2 separate regions of the Ovis aries genome follow, and region 1 is linked to region 2. The links are chromatin contacts, called in public Hi-C maps. All regions are on one chromosome and are shown on one strand. Each heading gives the region's core, a stretch centred on a gene start, on an enhancer-like site or on the middle of the called end of the contact. The rest is flanking DNA. Distances are from core to core; before and after follow the strand shown. Region 1 overlaps ZNF536 (zinc finger protein 536). Region 2 overlaps ZNF536 (zinc finger protein 536).

Evidence for each region. Hi-C and Micro-C count contacts between places; a contact is called where the count stands out from the background.
Region 1: a contact with region 2 is called in a Hi-C map of hypothalamus, with 3 times the contacts expected there. The contact joins two enhancer-like sites. A contact is called at or near these places in 2 of 16 Hi-C or Micro-C datasets (blood and hypothalamus).

Annotation. Positions count from the first base shown.
Region 1 is chr14:40,649,890-40,653,474 of ARS-UI_Ramb_v3.0, reverse strand. The region is part of intron 7 of ZNF536 (zinc finger protein 536); the gene reads right to left. Among named protein-coding and RNA genes, the nearest start is that of ZNF536, 390 kb to the right of the region's middle. Within about 2 kb of position 1,849, at least 5 of the 54 cell types and tissues checked have an H3K27ac peak or open chromatin away from gene starts, as enhancers often do. A contact at or near this core is called in hypothalamus, where this site is marked.
Region 2 is chr14:40,464,798-40,468,271 of ARS-UI_Ramb_v3.0, reverse strand. All of the region lies in intron 4 of ZNF536 (zinc finger protein 536), which reads right to left. Among named protein-coding and RNA genes, the nearest start is that of ZNF536, 210 kb to the right of the region's middle. Within about 2 kb of position 1,976, at least 9 of the 54 cell types and tissues checked have an H3K27ac peak or open chromatin away from gene starts, as enhancers often do. A contact at or near this core is called in hypothalamus, where this site is marked.

The DNA of each region.
Region 1 (3,585 bases), core at 600-3,099, 190 kb before region 2:
AGATAATTTTTGACGTAAATGTAAAATGGTGCCCATTCGAACTCAGTAATGAAGCATGGTGCATTTCTGCAGCTCCTAATTTGACTAGTTAAATGACTCCATTACGTGTCTAACAGACAGAAGCAAATAATTTCTGGTCAGTTGATGTTCACTTATCCGTATCATTTTGCCCTGAAAATAAAGTCTCTAATCCACAATTCCTTTGTCTTAGTTTCTTTTTTCTTTTCTTTTTTTTTAAATTTTGGTTAAGATTATTAAAGAAAGTACACTTAAATAATTTAGATTAAACCAGCACAAACGAACGATTCAAACATCAGAGCACATGGACAAATCAAATATTTATAATAGGGGAGGCGTACAACAGGACAGCCCTTCTAAATGACTCCAACATTTGCCCCAGCCCTAGGTCTAGGGGGCTAGGATGACTCCTGAGCCTGAAAAGAACAAATGTCTGTCCTTCAAGTCCATTGTCTTTCTGTGGCCAAAAGGAGGCTGTTATCTGTTCTCTTCCCCTTTCCACTTTGTCACATAACTTTGAGGATGTTTGGAAATTTTTCAGGAGGATCCATCTCACTGTTGCAAAAAAAAATGCTGTTTTGATAAATATCAAGTGATGAATAATTTTGCCCAAAGGGAAAAAAATGGTTAATATTGAATCTTAATGTTCCTCATCTCAATGCTTTCTTCTTCCTGCTAAAAACAAGTTTAGGATTAAAGCGTATCAGTTTACGCATATCGCATGCATATTAGTGAGACACAGCTGTGTATGTCCCCCTCTTAAGAGCCATATGATTAAGTTATGGGATATCATATAATCCAAACCCTTTTCCTATTGGTCACCTTTCACAGACAAAAGCTTTTTAGTTTTAGGTCTATTAAATGACAGAATGTCCGATTCTGTAAATGTGCAAGTAATTATTATGAAGCACCTGTGTCTCTTGTTTTCACTTACAAAGTCCATCTATAAATTGCTTTGGGAAAGGCACTCAGAAGCAGACACAAGATGGCGCACCCCATCGGGGGGCTCACTGAGGCGGGTGGACCAAGGTTCTGGGTCCCTGGTCTCAGGGTCTTGATGAATGATAGAATTACAGGCACAGGCCATCCCATCCCACAACCCCAAGGCAAAGGGACAGTGGCCCATTTCGATGGAGACATACTTGTAGGGGTGAAAAAGAAATCCCAAAGCTCCAGGGGGGCCTGCCCACCTACTTTTCATTGCTGCATCTGAGCAGGATCCTCAACTAGTCTGCACCATGCAATCAGTTTTTTAAAAAGACTTTTGAACTAAAAAAAAAAAAAAAAAAAAAAAAACAGTATAAACGATCTTCATTTTTCCCCAAAGTAACATGCTACTTGACTCAATTAAATGCAGTTTTTAAAAACTGGCTCGAGTGTGTGTGTATACACAGCCTTTATTAAGCTTTTAAAATTTCAAATCCCTCTGTGTGTGCAAATTACCATCATTTGCATGATGAAGGATACGGGGCACGGGCTGTGTGCCTTTTGACATAAAAAATGTCAGAGGACTATTGATGTCACACACCTACTTTGTTGAAATTTTTGACTGATGTTGTTTCTGCAACTTGACTCGAGCTGGTAGCCTGCCCTGGAGGGCACGGACCTCACACCTCTCCTCCCCCTGCCCAGCGGGCCCCACGATAGCCATCAGCGCCAGGTTCTTTGGTATTATGTAGGTCGAGCGGCCCTCGGGTTTACAGAAGGATTTGGCCTTTTGATTTGGTGTAGAATTTACAACCTGAGAGCGATGTTTCAGCGTGCAGATCTGGGTTGTATGTGCTGGAAAAGGAAACGAGGTCAAGCTAGGAGAGGATAGTGCATCTAAAGAGGCTTCCCCAGTCCTCACGGCAGGGATGTGAAACCCCTCCCTGTGGCCACCCCTTCACAGCGGCACCTGCTGTTGCCAGCGTCTGAAAGTCACTGGGTGTGCACCCTCCACGGGCAGCCCTTTAGTCTGTGTCCTGGGAACGGAGGTCTAGAAGGAAGCAGATTCATGAGGTGAGTCCACAATACAGCCTGAGACTGGAGGAGCCACGAGAGACAGAAGCGCATCCATCAGGCGCAGGGGAACCAGCAGCACAGCTTGGGATGGGGGAAAGGAAAACACCCAGGCTGAAGCCGACTCCGGAGGAGAGGTTTGCAAAATGACCCTTGGGAAACTTTACAACCCCCTGAAAGCTGCTGTGGGAGCCACATTCCTTTTGTACCGGTTGTCGGGGCGGGGAGAGGCCTCAAGATATCACCCTTCCCCTAGAAGAGCTGAGGGCATCAAGAACAGTTTAACTACCAAAGGGTCAGCACTTCCTGCCCCAAATTAAAAGTCAGTGATGCTATCACCCCTAGGGAAGGGAAATATTGACTTCTAAATTGGGGGGCTTAGCAAGGTAGTGCTGGATCTGAGTCTGCAATGCTTTTTTAAAGATGTAAGGAGATGCAGAGCATAGTATATTGAAATGAGGGGTGACAACTGCTAAGGAAAATTTAAAAAAAATAGAAGGCTTGCCTCCATGTCCGTAAAGGGAAGGAGAGAGCAGATGCCAGTAACAGACAAGCATTTCCCAAGGAGAGGAAAACATTTCCGAAGGAAATAGGCATCCTAGCAGAACAGGTGAGAAAGAAATTAGAGTGTCTGAAGACTGATAACTCCGGGACCAGATGGGAACCATCTTAGAATTTGTGCAAGTGGAGGTGAGGAGACGGGGGAACGATTAGCAAATACCTTTTAAAAATACCCTGGGAAACGGGAGAAGCAGCAGTGGACGAGAGCCCTTATGCAACACCTATATTTAATAACGGCTCTGAGGGAGATCTAGGAAATTAAACACCAGTAAGCTTGACTTGAGCGGTGGGGAAGATATTGGAAACACTAATCAGGGACAAAATAGGGAAAGTTATGATTTAATTAAAGATATTCAGCATGGATTCACAAAAGGGAGATCATACGTAACAAAACTAATAGAATATTTTGAAAAAGTAACAAAAAGGAATTGAAGAGGGAAACCAGGGGTATAATTTACTGGGACTTTAAGAAAGCTTTTGATGCACTGCCTCACAAAAGGCTAATCTCCAGCGGTGGGGAGTTTGGGTATGAGTGTGGTGGGGGGTGGAGAATGAATGAAGAATTGTCTGGACCGAGGGTACTTGTGAGCATTACCATGAAGAGATTAGGAGAAAGGGAGGAGACTGACTGCTGGAATTTCCCGAGATCTGAATTTTTTTTAATTACTTTTTTTAACATAGTGCATCAGCAGGCTTGCTTAGGAAATGTGTCAAAATGTAATGAATTTCTCCCGCAGGTGTGGGGTTGGGGGGCAGGTGCCAGTTCATGCTACAAGGACAATAGTGTTGGGAAGGATTTGCTAACGTTTGGTGAAGACTTGACTATTCCTAAATACCATGGGACTATTTGTGACCAAGGGGGCAGGCATAGCCACTAATCGCCCTGCAAATAATGAACACGAATAAAGAAGGAGGCTATGATATGACTAAGGAGACAAAGCCCAGTGACCTGGACGGCTCAGCACTAGTGCCCTCTGATGCCCACTCCCATACCCTCACATGCGA
Region 2 (3,474 bases), core at 727-3,226:
AAAGCTTCATGCCAATGAAGGGGTTCGAAGGCACAAGAGCCCAGTGGAGAAGGGATCCGGCGAACAGGAGGACCCCAAGGTGCTCCACAAACAGAGACAGTTCCCACTCTGTAGGAGTGGCTGCTGGCAGTGCTGACACGTTGAGCCTACGTTCCCAGGAGCCTGAGAAGGAATAGCAAGAGAGTGGGTGGGTGAAAGGCGGCTCCAGGCAGCTCGCGACACATGCTTTGGACCAACAAGCAGAGGCCACGCTGTGGCCATTTGCAAAGCAAATCTCTAATTCCAAGGTGGTGGCCAACCTGAGCACAAACCCCCCATTCCAGCTAGTAGCAATCACGCACCTAATGCTTCATGCTCCGTTTTGAACACTAACTGCTTAATTCTTTGCCTCATTGTAACCTGTCCTTTTGCCTGGAAAATCCCATGGACGGAGGAGCCTGGTGGGCTGCAGTCCATGGCGTCGCTAAAAGTCAGACACGACTGAGCGACTTCGCTTTCATCCGCTGGAGAAGGAAATGGCAACCCACTCCAGTGTTCTTGCCTGCAGAATCCCAGGGACTGGGGAGCCTGGTGGGCTGCCGTCGATGGGGTCGCACAGAGTCGGACACGACTGAAGCGACTTAGCAGCAGTAGCAGCAGCAACCAGTCCTTAGCTAATCTGTGTTTTTCTTATTATCATTAAATTCAGATTTAAAAGAACGTTTGTTCCTTGTATTAACATGCATACAGAAGGAGCACACCATCGCGGACATGCGGGGCTTCCTGAGTTCTCGGGCAGGAGCGCAGCATCCCTAAGAGCACAGGAAGGGGGCCCGAAGGTGGACGGAGTGAGGCGAGGCAGCTAAAAACAGCAGGGCTCCAGTGATCCTGCGGAGGGAATCAACCCCCTGGACAGAAGACGGTGTCCTGGGAATCTGGGAGTCCTTGGGAACGAAGAGGAAAGAGGCTTTGCTTCTGGGATCTTGGGTCACACATCTTTTCTATCACACTTCCTATTTGAAGACTTTTAGACCCAGTATGATTTCTCTCTTTCTGAAATTCTAAGTGACAGCGCCATCGGGCAGCCCTGTGGAGGTGGGATTTACAGCTCCACGCAAAGGGGTGAGAGGGGCAGCCAAGGCCCCAGAGTGGCACTGAGCGTTCCCAGGCTCAAGACAATCAAAGGGCACAGAGTGATCGGAAGTTTATAAAAAGGAGCTGCTGTCAGGCGTCCGGCCCCCTCACAGGAGACAGGCAAGGTGAACCAGCATCTGAGGGCTCCTGTTCCCAGCTCCAGCACCATGCCAAGCGGGCGGACCACCTCCAGTCCCAGCAGAAAGGCAGGAGAGCAGAGGGAGCCCACTGGACCCCTGACCCCTGCCCCGTCGGACAGAAGTCTGGCCAGCCTACTACCCAGGCTGGGCCAGCTCCCGGGAGGCAGGACCCACCAGCATCTGCCTGGCCATGGCTTCGGCACACACAGCCGAGCCTCTGTAAATCTCCACAAACACGGCGGCCGCCTGCACACTCTTCCACGTCGGGACGGAAAAGCTGCATATGGCGCTTGGTTTTAACAGCTGAGCTTTAAAAAAGTGCAGCTTTTCATCTCACTGAACCAGCTCCCAAATTAAAGGGTGGGGGAGGGAGAAAGAGGAGGCAGGAAAAGAGAGAAGCTGGAGTGGGCAGGGGGAGCCTTCCACGCTAAATTTGATTTTATAAGGAATTTCAGACTAGTATCTGCTCCAAAGGTCCCTCTGGAAAATGAAACCACAGTCCCTGTTTGTCATCCCTAAGTTTACTAATTTCATCCTTTAAAGAATAACTTTCTTTTTTCTGCTTTTAATAAAAATGAAGGAGTCTATCAATGAAGAAATCACTCACAGGCCTTAGATTGGGTTAACAATTTTTAAGCAAATTTGTAAATGGGATTATTGTTTTCCAAAGTTCCGCTTAGCGAAGAGATTAGTGGCCACAATGCCCAGGGGGCGTCCCCTGGTCCTTTTAATTCCCTGCCTGGAGGTGGAAGGTGCTGGGAGAGGAATGGGAGGGAGAAGCCTGATACAGGGCAGTTTTCCTGGAATCGCCTGGAAACTTTTACTTTCTGTTTCCTCTGCTGATAATGACTGTCTTCGCTCTGCAGCCAGACCCCCTCTCCTCTCCCAGCCCCCTGTTGCTGCCTGCCATCCCCAAGCTCCAGTATAAAGTTTGGCTTTTGCAGCAGGAAGCAGCTGGGCCAAGCAACCAGCGAATGATAATGACCTCAGAAATCTGCTGTTCGCTCGGCAACAATAGGGTGCTCAGTCTACTGGAAAATTGTGTTCATCAGCTAACTCTGCTCAGTTACTAATTGACATTGCCAAATATTTTAAGAACAATTGGAATGCACAAGCAAAAAAAAAAAAAATTTGAAGATCTTAATCCTCAGACTTAAATTTTTTTTTTTCTTTTTTTCCCTTCTTTCGAGTGCCCAGATTTGTTTGTGTGGAGCAGGCAGTGGTTATCATGAATGGGGGCAGGGAGGAGGAGCCACATGAGAAAAAGAGGTGGAAAAGAAAGAAAATCTATCATATCACTATACACCCGATGTAAATGCAGGGGAGCCCTGGATAAAGGCCTTTGACGCTGTGGTCAATGGGCCAGCACAGGATGGAGACCCAGCATTTCAGGAATGCGGCTCAGGCAACAAAAGAAGAGCCCGCAAGGCTTCCAGCCCAGCTGATCAAATAATCCTTGTCCATCACAAAATATCATACCAGAAGTAGTAGGGGTTAACAGTATTTTTATCTTTGCATCTCTTCCTGCCTGGCTTTCCATTGATCACGTAACTTAGCCGACTTTATTTAATGAACAGAGGGTCAACGCATTCAATTACCCCTTTCCCACCATCAACACTTCAATTAGCCCCTCTCCAAAATTATGGGGAATGCAGAAGGTAACTGCCCTGTTGGATATAATGAACAGTATCGTTTCTTAGTACATTAAGTTTTAATTATTCTGAGCGTGATTTCCAAAGCAAAATCTAAAGAAACAGAACTTTGGTTGTCTTCTGACTCAGGCTAAGGCTAGAATCGGAGCGCAGCCTTAGATGAGATTTTAGGGAAAGATACAGAGATTAATGTCGTCGGAGAGTCTGCACGCGAGCCAGAAATGAGGGAGCATCAAAACACCCGCCCCGCTTTCTAAATGTCATAAAAGAGTAAAATTTTTAAGCCGCTGCTTTCCAAACAGTTTCCCTTTGCACTGTACACGGAGGCAGAAATGACATCTACTATGGGGTGAAATTAGTGGTAAGACAAATCAGCAACAACAACTACAAATAAAACAAAGGGGAAAGATGGGGAAGTGATCTGTGTGACTAGTTTTGTCCATTTTCTGTTAGAAAATATGACCTCTCAATTTGTCAAAGGTCCTAGTTTTCGCAGTTGATCTTAAGCTTGGTTCTCAGCAGTTTGGAGAGCCAAAGAACAAACACATTTTCTGGTTCACTGGAATCAT